Linked DNA regions of Gossypium arboreum: region 1 is linked to region 2. The links are chromatin contacts, called in public Hi-C maps. All regions are on one chromosome and are shown on one strand. The core of a region is the stretch at or near the end of the contact, and the rest is flanking DNA. Distances in the headings are between cores, read along the strand shown.

What was found. Hi-C and Micro-C count contacts between places; a contact is called where the count stands out from the background.
Region 1: a contact with region 2 is called in a Hi-C map of leaf, with 4 times the contacts expected there. The contact joins the enhancer-like site here to the promoter of LOC108481921 in region 2. A contact is called at or near these places in 2 of 5 Hi-C or Micro-C datasets (both in leaf).

The regions. Positions count from the first base shown.
Region 1 is chr8:120,714,001-120,719,785 of ASM2569848v2, forward strand. It overlaps LOC108486323 (E3 ubiquitin-protein ligase BRE1-like 2), which reads right to left. Exons shown (of 20, transcript XM_053031758.1): 15 at 4,488-4,560; 16 at 4,227-4,313; 17 at 3,956-4,093; 18 at 3,631-3,833; 19 at 2,853-3,015; 20 at 2,409-2,746. The coding sequence ends at 2,615. It also overlaps the pseudogene LOC128296646. Among protein-coding and RNA genes, the nearest start is that of LOC108486323, 10 kb to the right of the region's middle. Within about 2 kb of position 3,206, at least 1 of the 2 cell types and tissues checked has an H3K27ac peak or open chromatin away from gene starts, as enhancers often do. A contact at or near this core is called in leaf, where this site is marked.
Region 2 is chr8:120,455,822-120,461,766 of ASM2569848v2, forward strand. LOC108481921 reads right to left here and starts at 4,619. Exons shown (of 2, transcript XM_017785006.2): 1 at 3,854-4,619; 2 at 1,609-1,974. The coding sequence starts at 4,357. The coding sequence ends at 1,972.

The DNA.
Region 1 (5,785 bases), core at 1,956-4,455, 260 kb after region 2:
GAGTTTCGATCTTTAATAAAAAATAATATACGATTGGTGTAAGTATGAATATTTTGAATATCGAATTCAATTATTAGGTTAAAATGTTTATCAATTTAAAACCTTAAATCCTAAAAAGCCTAAACATCCTAAAACCTAAATCAATAAACCCTAAAACCCCTAAATTTTATAAAAAAAAACCCTAATAAAAAACACGAAAAAAAATGCTTCCAATTGGAAGCGCTTTTCTGAGTTTTCCCTAAGAACAACTCCCCCCTTCTCCATCGAAAGAGATGATATTATCGCAGATACAGTGCATAACATAAGGAATTAACCAAATTTGCCCGATGTAGAGGCAATCAAGAAAGCCGCATAAGTAAATATATAACCTACAGAAAAGTGGGCTAATCCAACCAATCTTGTCTGTACAATAGAAAGAGCCACTGGTTTATCTCTCCATCGAATCAAATTAGCTAAAGGTGTGCGATCATAAGCCCATGCTAAAGTTTCAATCAATTCTTGCCAATATCTGCGCCAAGAAATTAAGAACATAAATCCGGTAGCCAAACAAGATGTCCAAATAAGAACATCCACGCTTTGACTAATAAACTATTCATACCAAATGGATTATACCCATTGATAAGTTGTGAAGAGTTTAACCATAGATAATCTTTTAACCATCCCATCAAATAAGTGGAAGATTCATTAAACTGTGAGACATTGCCCTGCCAATGTCAATAAAAAGTAACCTATCCAATGGAATTTAACATCTAGAAAACTGCCAAATAAAATGCGTCCCACGCCGAAATATCACGAGTACCCCCTCGCCCCGGACCATCACAAGGAAAACTTAATCGAAATCCTTTTTATCGGGCATTAACTTGGAACCGCGCGCATCTAAAAGGGAAAAATTAAAGTAGTGGAAGGGAATCAGTAAATCTTGACATGGGAGCCCCTTACTAATGAAGTGGCTACTAGAGAAGTCTTGAATTAGATTGGATAACGGGAGTGTCTAATTAACTAATGAATGGTTGTAGAAGGGTTGGAAGATACTTTGTATACAGACGGATGAAAGTCTCTGAGTGTTCAGCCATCCAATTAATATTAGATTTGATAGATAATTAGCTTTTACTTAATGAGGGACACCAAAAAAAAGAATAAGTCTTATTGATACATGTAACATTCTTTTGATACTTCCAAAAGTGTTACTGCGCATTTTGCTTGTGCTTAATAGTTTTCGATTTTACTCGAAATCATATAAGAGCTTGTTATAAGCGGATTTATTGAAGTGATTCATCAACGGTGGCGTGTCACAATTCCCTTTTCTTTTTAACTCTGCGCCAGTAATTCCACTATTATTAGTGAACAATATATAATATATAATTTATATTAGATGATAGAATATTAATTCTATTATATATTTATCTATTCTAAATATATATTAGTATTAGAATTTATTTATATATTTTATTAATTTATTTATATTATTTTATTTATAATATATTATAATATTATTTTTTGTATTATTTATCTATTTCTATTTCATTTGCACTTAATCCCTATTTCATGACCACATATCTTTCTATTAGATAGAAATAGATTTAATAAATACTGATAACTCTCGGATGGAATATTAGAACGCAAAAAATCTATTAGGTAATGAACTATTGGTTCTAAATCATCTTTGGCGATGAATCAATAATTCAAAGTGCTTTTCTTGCATATTCTTGATAAATCAGTGTTTATATATAGATATAGAGGATCTAGAACATTTTATCAAAAACGGCCCATTCCTGTAACTTTCCAAAAAATCAGCCTATTTTTGTATTTTAAAGAAAATGACTTTATTTGGTAATTTAATCGCATAAAATATGCTAATATCATATTTAAACCCGACTCAATCCACTATAAACACCTCTAATTGCGTGTTATAGGACCAACCCATAAAACAAATTTGAAAACCTTACCCTATATACCACAATGACATGCTTCTTCCGTCTCATGCTGCCCTGTGCCGTACTTCGTGTTCCCTCAATTTTTTTCATAAGCTCCCTCTCGAATTCTCTTCCATTACATAACTGACTTCTTTTATCTCTACTTTGCCCCTTCTACAATACAATTTTGACCGAGGCAATTGCTTTTTTCTATTTTATATTTTTTCCATCTTCCACCTTTTTTTCTCTTTTATTTGATATGTTAAAAAGCTTTGCTTAATCATGTTAAAAAATGGAAAAGAAATCTGAAACAAAAGTAAAAAATTCAAGTAATCAAATACCGGTTTAACTAGGTTTTTAACCCGGTTTGACTGGTTATACTACGGCTCAAAGAATTTCCGGTCTGATGAGGGTGACCAGACCCACTAGATCACGGTCCAACCGATGCAACCGACCAGCCGGTCTGGTTTCCAAACACTGATCAAAAGGGACAAATTCCTGAAGATGATGTGATGATTTACCTAGTTTGATTTCCATTTACAATTGGCATACATGCCATGCCCTGCCCATCAAATAATTACATATGAAAAAGAAAAAAGAAAAACATTATTTCTATAACTATCAAGTTGGGGTTTCAAGATGCTAACTCTTGACTAACCTAAATCAAAGATTGAAATACAAAAGCCATGGAACACTCTTTTTCATATTTTCACAAACCGAACATCATTCTGACCAAATGCAGTTCCACAGCCGGGGCACTTTCGATGCCGTATCTCTAAATTTCTCTGTATACATGGATTGCAAAATAGGTGATAGCACTTAACAATTACTACCTGCCAAATATGACAAGCCAACACATCCATCAGTCCAATAAGAGGTTGAGGAAATTTAAACATACGAGTACATATTGTGAGAGAAAAACAGGTCAGCATAACTCACCTCTTTTGGCCGGTCAAAACACACACCACATTTGAGAATATTCTTGCAATTTTTAATCTCATCCTGAAGCTTCTGTATTGCAGTCTCTCCAGTTTCAGAACTCAACTCAGCAACCTTGCTATTCAGTTCGTCAAGCTCTTCCTCAAGCTTCTTCCTCTGACTTCTGGGTGTAGAGAAACCACATTTCAACAGAGGACAGATTTAATTTTTGAAGGAAAGCTAAATAATTTAATTTAACTTAAACACGAAGAAAAGGTATTTTCTTGGCAAGGAAACATGTCTAAAGTCCTAAGGGGCAAAAATTATAATCTAAAGTGCTAAGCTGAAATGTTCCAGAATAAATGCAGCATAGGCGTAGATTAAAGCATTGTTATTGTAGCAACTGTTGACCATGATAACAGCCTGTCCCTCACTATCTTTGCAGCTAATTCCAGCACACATTATACTGTCATAGGCAATAAAGAGTAGAGCTATGTTGCTCCAACACTTCATTTCTGTTAAGGTGCCTGCGACTGACACTCATATCCTATACATGGACATAGTCATGTAACCTCCAAAGATCATCCAAATACATGAAAAAAAAACACTTGCCCATGATGGACGTGCTAATATCCAACATTCACCACTGAGTCTAACATAGGAGAAAAGCAATGCTTTTGGATTCGCATAACATACATATATGATCTTTTATCTTCTAATTCCACCGAAAGACAGTACAGCTGAGCAAGAAAAAAACATAGGCCTGGGAAATCCACCAAAAACAGAAAAGAAAACTCACTGTTCCTTATCCAACTTCATTTGGAACTCATCCACCTTTCGTTGGAGCTGCTCATAGTCCTTCTCAGAAGATGCTGCAGCAGATTTAAGCCACTTGAACTCCTTCTCAGCATCGGCCAACTCCCACTTCGCAGTTTCAAGGCTAATCATAAAATGTCTATCCTCTTGAGTGAATTTAACAGCATCTGTCAGACAAACTTTTATCTGCAAGGTTTAAATTATAGGTTGGTCAAAAAAGCTACAAATTGATAAATAAATAAATACACGTAAATATATTTAGAAGGTCAATTTTCTGGAACGAGTTTTAGCAGCACACAACTATTTACCTGCTCCTCGCTCTGACCAATCCTCATTTTCACGGACTCGATTGATGAATTGACCTGCTTAAGTTGCCTTGCTAATGCCTGCTTTTCAGAAAGCAAGAAACTATGTGCTTGTTTTGTCTTTACACTCTCAGAGACAAGCTGCATTTAATGCCATCACAATTACAGAAATTTCCCAAGCACCAAGACCAGATAAATTTTTCTACTTAACTATCAATATATACAGAAAGCAAGAATAAAGTTAAAATATCAAGGTATATAATATGCATTGGACCTTAATATTGTAGTCATCTCTCTCAGTCATCTGCTGCAACAGATGCTGGTTCTGTGTCTGCATATCTTCATAAGCCTGGCCAATGGTCTGGAAAAAAAAAAAAGAATTCTCTCATCATGCAGACAACAAAGAGGCACTAAATGACGAGAGTAGTACCCAAGGAAAGGCAGCTCTAGCAATTCAGTGAATACAAGAGAAAGGTGGCAGGAACCAAAACTGAATATATACTTCTTTCTCCCTAAGAAGGAATTTTAGACAAACCTCAATTTCAGAAATATATGTCTCTGACTCTCGATCTTTACTTTTAATAGCCTCCGTGAGTTCCAAAACATCCCTGTAATTTATTGTAAGATTAAATAGTTAGATAACACTACTAAATGGAAATTTCAGGAAGCAAAAAGAAATAAATCATGAAAATAAAAACCAGAAACTTATTTTAGAGAACTCAAACACCTCTTGCTTGTGCAAGTCACAAATGTTTGACATTAAGGATGAAGTAACAATTTGAATCATACTATCTACAGAGTTCTATAACTTGTAATAGGTGTTTTACCTCTATAGCAAGCATCAAATGGTTCTAACGTCAAATTTATTAGATAAATTTTTAGGATCAAGGTCTGTAACACTCACATGCCCGACTTGATTGTTGCATCACGGTATCGAAATGTTACATTAGATGTCATACCAACAATAATCAAATTCAATTCATTTAAAGCTTATGATCATTACACCATCTTACACATCTCAAATTCATTTCGAGTTTTTATACAAGCTTATTGCAATTCTCTAAATGGTCTAAGGTTGATTAGAGACTAAAATGTAAAATAGTTTAAAATTTTCATATCAACATTGCAATGTAGGTTTCACGTCGCGACATCACATTCTAACTTAAACTCGTCGTGACATGATGAACTCATTGTCACTACTTAATCATCAAATGGTTTTAACTTATCACAAAATAAGTTAGGAGGATAAGTTAATTAAACTGTTTGAGCAGTCCTAGAGAGACGTTTGTATAGCATAAGATGCTCTGTGGTAATAAATGAACTAAAATCATAGTTGTAACTCTATATTTTGAGCATGTAAACTCTGGAAATATAAAAATTAGAGGAAGGGATATCCCTTGTATAAAAGTATACCATCCCAACAAGTGTAAAAGGTTTCGACCAAGTTTAGGAAAGAAGGCTACATAATCTTTAAGTGGTTTAATAGGTACTGGCAAATTTTCAGAACAAAATAAATGACTAGTGTTAACTTAGCACACTAAAAGGCAAGTTAAAATGATATACTCCTACCAAACAAGGTGTAAAAGCTTGACTGGGTATAATGGAAGGATAAAGGCATACTTTAGATATTTGAAAATACACAAGGGCTGATTTTCTACTTAAGCCGTTAAGGCAAAAAAAAAAAAAGAAAAAAACTCAAAAAGGAAGTCACATCACTCAATATCATAATAACTCAAATGTTCATCATTCGATTTCAGACTCCTTAGAACCAAAATGACATAAGTCCTTATAACTTACCCCAAACCCCTAAAAAATGCAAAATACCAAATATAA
Region 2 (5,945 bases), core at 3,369-5,868:
AATCACTACTACAGAACAGGAAACCCATTAAGGTCTAGCCATAAACCCTTAAATAGAGCCTTATGTCATTAACCTTACCCGAAAGAATGAACTTATTCTTATAAAACATATCATGGAAGATCTTGGATTTTACCTTGGCATGAACCACCCATAGGTAAAGATCCAGATTAGCACGAAGCACTCTCGACTGCTTTAGATCTAGACCAAAGAAATACTTTTTTAAAAAGAGAGGAAAAACTCCCCTTCTCTAATTTCAGATTATCTAAATATACAATGTTTTTCCCTATAAGGACTTGACACACATCAAAAATCTTATTCTACCTACCGTATGGGTGGTTTATAGCAATAAGGAAACGTATACAACAATCCGCAATTATATGTATAAATAATTATTTTTGGGTCAAGATAATGCATAATTATGCGTCAACAACTATCCTATATACAAGATAACAAAATGATATATTAAAAGTATGATATAGGGATTCAGGAAGGAAAGGAAGGGAAGTGTATAAGCAAAGTAAGGCTGACGAGTTAATGGTTTTGATTTTTAACATTAGATAATATAAATATTTATGAAAAAGACATAGTTTTACCTTTTTTTTATCTAGATTTTCAGATAACTCGAATTGCGCAATTCATATTTGAGTTAAACTGAAAAATTTAATTTTTTTTATTTGAGTTTATTCAAATAACTCGATTAACTTGAATAACTTGAACTATTTAATTCAAATTTTAAATTTTTATTAAGTTTTTGAATAGTAATTTCTAGGTCCATTCTAGATGTGTAAAATAGTAATTTCTTTAAAATTTTAAGGATTTTTATAGTTTTGTACTTTTTAAATTTTTAATAATTATTTATGATTTTTACAATTTTTACCATTTTAATATTTTTTTGTAATATTCGAAATTTACGTCCAAAATAAATTTGGAACAATAGCTGTCTAAATTCATTCAAAGTAAAATTTTAGTAATTTTTTTATAATTTTAAGGTCTTTTATATAATTTTTAAAATATATGTTGGTATAACACACCACATCAAGAACTTATTAACATAGTATTTTACGTGTTAGCTCTATAAGCCACGTTAATATTATTAACAGTTAAACCAATTAACTAATAATTTCTAAAAGAGTTAATTAAAATTTTTAATTATAAGAAGTCAGTTATTATTATTATTTTTATTTTTTACGATAACTTTTAAACCTTTGGCTTAATAAATTTTATATAATTTTATTTACCTTATCATATTCATAACTTTTTTCTTTGACATATAATATTTATAATATTTTTTATCTCATAAAATATTAAGACTAACTCGAGCCAAAAACATAAAGATTAAAGGAGTTAAAGCGTACTAGCTATTCAATTATCAGGATATCAATACCCTAAAAATTTAGATCTTCTGGAGAGGGATGAAAGTTTATCTCACTAACGGTTATGCATTTAAATTTTAATTAAATAATAATTTTAAGTTCGATAGAATTTATAAAATTAATATTTTTAAATTGGATTAACAATCAAATTGGTTAGATTGTCCATTCGTTGGTCTAACTGATTCAATTAAAAAATTATTAAAAATTTTAAAAAATTAAATTTAAACAAATAACATTTTTAACAGGTTCAATCCTTTATCAATTTTCAATCTGAATAATTCAAAACCATTATCCAAATTGATATCTAACCAACTGGTCCAATTCAAACAAGGGTCACATCGTAAAACTGAAACCCCATTTATATGCCTAGCGAATTGAGGCAAAGAAATATAGATCTCACACATTAAAACTATAGTTAAAATATGTACGTCCATTATTTACAAAATCTACTTATAACACATTCTGATGCCAGACCCATCCTTTTGGAGTCTGCACAGTACCTCTCTCCATTCCATGCCAATACACCACTCCATGGCACCTACTCCGTAATTAGCTCCTCAATTTCGTTTCTAGGCGTTGGAAGCTGAAATTACAAACGTCACTGGACATTAAACCACAAGGAAACTCAAATCTCAAGCCTCTGGAGCATACAAATAACAAAAAACAGAGTCCGAAAGGAACTCTTAGGAGCATAAAGGGAAAAAAAAGAAAAAGAAAAGAAAGAAAAGGTATTAATTGATTTATCAGCATTAAACTGAGTATAGTTTACAACTAATGTTTTCCCTTAAATGCCCATAATCATGGCCTGAGCTGCCCTGTGAACACAAATAAGTAATTAAGATTATGATGAAATGCTTGATGTCTTGAGTTCCAAATTAAACACCTTCATTAAAGTGTGGACTAGTGAATGGTGTTTCAAGCAAAAAGGAGGAAATCAAAGTTATCAAATTACACAATAGAGAAGCATTTGAATCTAGATTAATGCATGCAGATTGCGCATAGCATGATGACCTTTATTGGTGGGTTACCAAGCATCAAGTATATGTAGATAAATATTTGAAGAAATTGACTGCCATTTTAACACTTCTTTCATCTCCATTCTTATCTTGTTCATGCATGACTAATACCACATTAAGAATATATGCTAAAATATACACTTTTTTCATGTCAACATTCTTAATTTGTCCATGATTCATGGGGCATAATCATCTCGTATATCTACTGACGACATAGATAAAACATCCAGGAGCAAAAGAAGTTTCAAGACATAAAATTGGCAACCAAATAGCTTTTTGTAGATGTGAACAATGAATCATATTCCATAGATACAAGGAAAAGAAATAAAAGGATGAGGATTTTGACTTTAATGTCCCATTATGATACAACTCCAGAAAGAACTGGTAACTTGAATTCAGGTAAAATTTTCCTTGTATCTTCATGAAGCTACATAGAAAAAGAATTTTGAATCTTAAATTAGATAGCCACATTTAGTTGGACTTGGATGATGGGTCCTCCATCTAAGGAGCCTCCAGTATACAATTAAATTTTAATCCTAATAAGATAGTTTGATGAAAGACTTGAAGGACTAAAATACTTTAAAACTCATCTTCTTTTAGCGTATCTTCGACACATTTTAATACTGCCTGGCAGCTCACCAGGCAGGTGACCAATCATTTACTCATACTGTAGACTATAAAGCATACGGGACACCAACTCACTCAACGAAATACTTTTATTCTTTGCCTACCTCAAGTTCCCCTTACTTTCCTCCAAGAAGTAGAGATAGGGAAAACTAAAGTTCCCAACAATTTGATTACTCAGAAGGAGTAAATGCTTGTAAAATTGTTATGTAATAAGCCATGCCATTTTAAGTAGTTCAATGAAATAAAATCGCATTAGCAAAGACAGAAAGGGGTTAAAGGGGACGACGTGATTTGGTTTTTTTTTTTTTTTCATCTTTCATGTCTGTTTTACTTTCCATATTTGGAGTTGGTGACTGCTCCCGAACATATGTCACCTCTTTGAGAATGCAATGTCTCTTAATATTGCACTCAACACTTGATGACATGGATATATCAATATCACCTTCAAAAACCCTCCTGGTAGATAGAAAAACTTTAGAAAAATTTGAAACATAGTATCACCCTACAGCTGATCTTACAGAGTTTTGAGGGGCTGCTTATTTTTGGGGAAATGTTTTTTTTTTCCTTATTTACTTTGCTGTAAATATGACAAATGAAACAAGATAAATACTAATTATAGGGTTGCCTTAGTCGGAGATTGAACTAATACTAACAAGAAGATAGTCTTTGGACTAAAGCAAAAAAAGTAAGGAATCCTCCCAATACTTCTGCAACACCTTCAACTAACTCCCATAAGAAAGGAAAGGAATCTAAGAGTGAGTGGGGAAGTTTGGCTGAAACATGCCTAACTATAAGAATCCAGATACAGAAAACAAACTAAAAAAAATTAGAGTATACCTGAAGAAGTGATTCCGAAGAATATTTACAAGAGCCCGTAACCTCATCACGGCAAGAATGGATGGTTTTGAACTGGTCAACGTCGAGCTTTTTGTTGATGAATCCAACTTGGAAATATATGGAGTCGGAGGGTGGCAAATCGACCTTGATCTCATTCACATCGAACCACAAGAAGAACCGCTGCACCTGGATGCCTTCCAAATCGGTAATGGAGCCATAACCCAGTTTTCCAGTGATGGTCTTTTCGTAGTAGACCAAGTACTCGAATTGAATGTAGCAAGGGCTGTCCAACATGACGATGAACCTCTCATCATCGTGGAGGACATAATCGGTGACAGTGCTTGGTAGAAGCCCACTGGGGAGACCGAATTTAGGAAGGATATCCCAGACAGAGGGAGGAGCAGGCTGAGGCTCAAGGACTGATAGAGATTTGGGGATTGAAATGAGGAAGATTAGATAGGCTAGAGCTAAACCCAGATGGGAGTTGAAGTGGTTAGCCGCCATGGATGGAAGATGGAAGAAAAGAAATGAAAGTTTAGTGAAGATATTTGAGTCTGCGGTCTCTGTATATCCTTTTCATCTAATATAGAGCCTAATAGAGATTAAATCTATTAACGAAGACCGTAGCATGGTAACAAGTGTTGCGGCTACATTCCGCAAGCCCATCTCATATGCTGGTTGAAGCCGGCGTAAGATTTCTAAAGAGGCAGAAAAATCTGCCTTTGCACAGCTGGTGGTGTGCCACATTGATAAAATTACTTTTTTCTATAGTAAACTGACATAGGATTTCCATTTTATAAAATACTAAAGCTTAGGATCACCTGCTTCCACTTAAGTTTTTATGAATTAGAGCTATTATAATTTTTTTTCTCATATATCGAATTTCACTCATTGACTAAAAACATTCACATAATATTGGTGGTCCAAAGATTTGGCTTAATTGGTAATGAATTGAGTTGCATGCTGGCCCCCATGTTTTTTTATAGTTTTGAGCAAAAGTATCACGTAAGTTATTGTAATAAAAGTTAAATTAGATGTAATATTTTTTATAAAAAAATTAATAAATTAGTTTCTATATATAAGATTAAAAGATAAATATATCGTTAGCATGATGCATGATTATTCTATTAATCATGCTAATTTTTAACAATAGAAATAGATGAAATTTTTAATAAAAAATTAATTTACTCTTTTAATCTAATGTATGCGAATTAATTTATCCATTCTTAAGTAAAAGAGGCAAAATACAAATTGATGGATTTATTTTTTAAAGTGTTGTTGTGTGTTAGGTTCTTTTAGGAAGGTTTGGCTCTTTTGTGGTTTATAAGGCCTTCTTGTTTCTGTACAGTATTGCTGTGTAATCCACATTGACGTGGTTTTAATTATTTTCAATTTGATCCCAATTGATGACAAAATTATAAAAAGAGGACAACTTAATCAATTAAACTTATACATTGAAGTTGATTGCACTAACCAACCACGTCAACAAATATAAATAAATTTATAATATTATAAAAATATTAAAAATATAAACAAGCGCTTAAAATTATTAAAATTATAACAAATTATAAATTTCATTTTTATATTATAATATAAACAAGCGCTTCCATTATTTTCTTTTTCTTTTCGTTTCAAACAAAAGTTGAAGACAATACTTCCTCCTTCCTTATTTATCTACTTTATATCTCAATGTAGGATCCCGCTTAGTTGGAGATTGAAGTATAATATTAACATATTTTATATTTGTTTAAATTTATTTTGATCGATATAAGAGTTTAAAATTTTATTTTAATTCATATTTGTAAATATTTAACCACACTCATTTTAGACTCGTCTATATTATTTTTAAAGAATAAATAATATGTATTTATATTATTTAATAATTTAATAATTTTATTTATTAAAATTTTATATATAATCATATTAACATTTTTAATATTTACATTATAGTAACATTATATATTATTATATATTTAATTTTTATGTGTTATAAATTATATAATGTATAAAAATAATATAATATAAAACATTACAAACTTAAAAAAATAGATTGGGCTTAGGCCTTAAATGTTGTTGTTAAGCCTCACCTTTC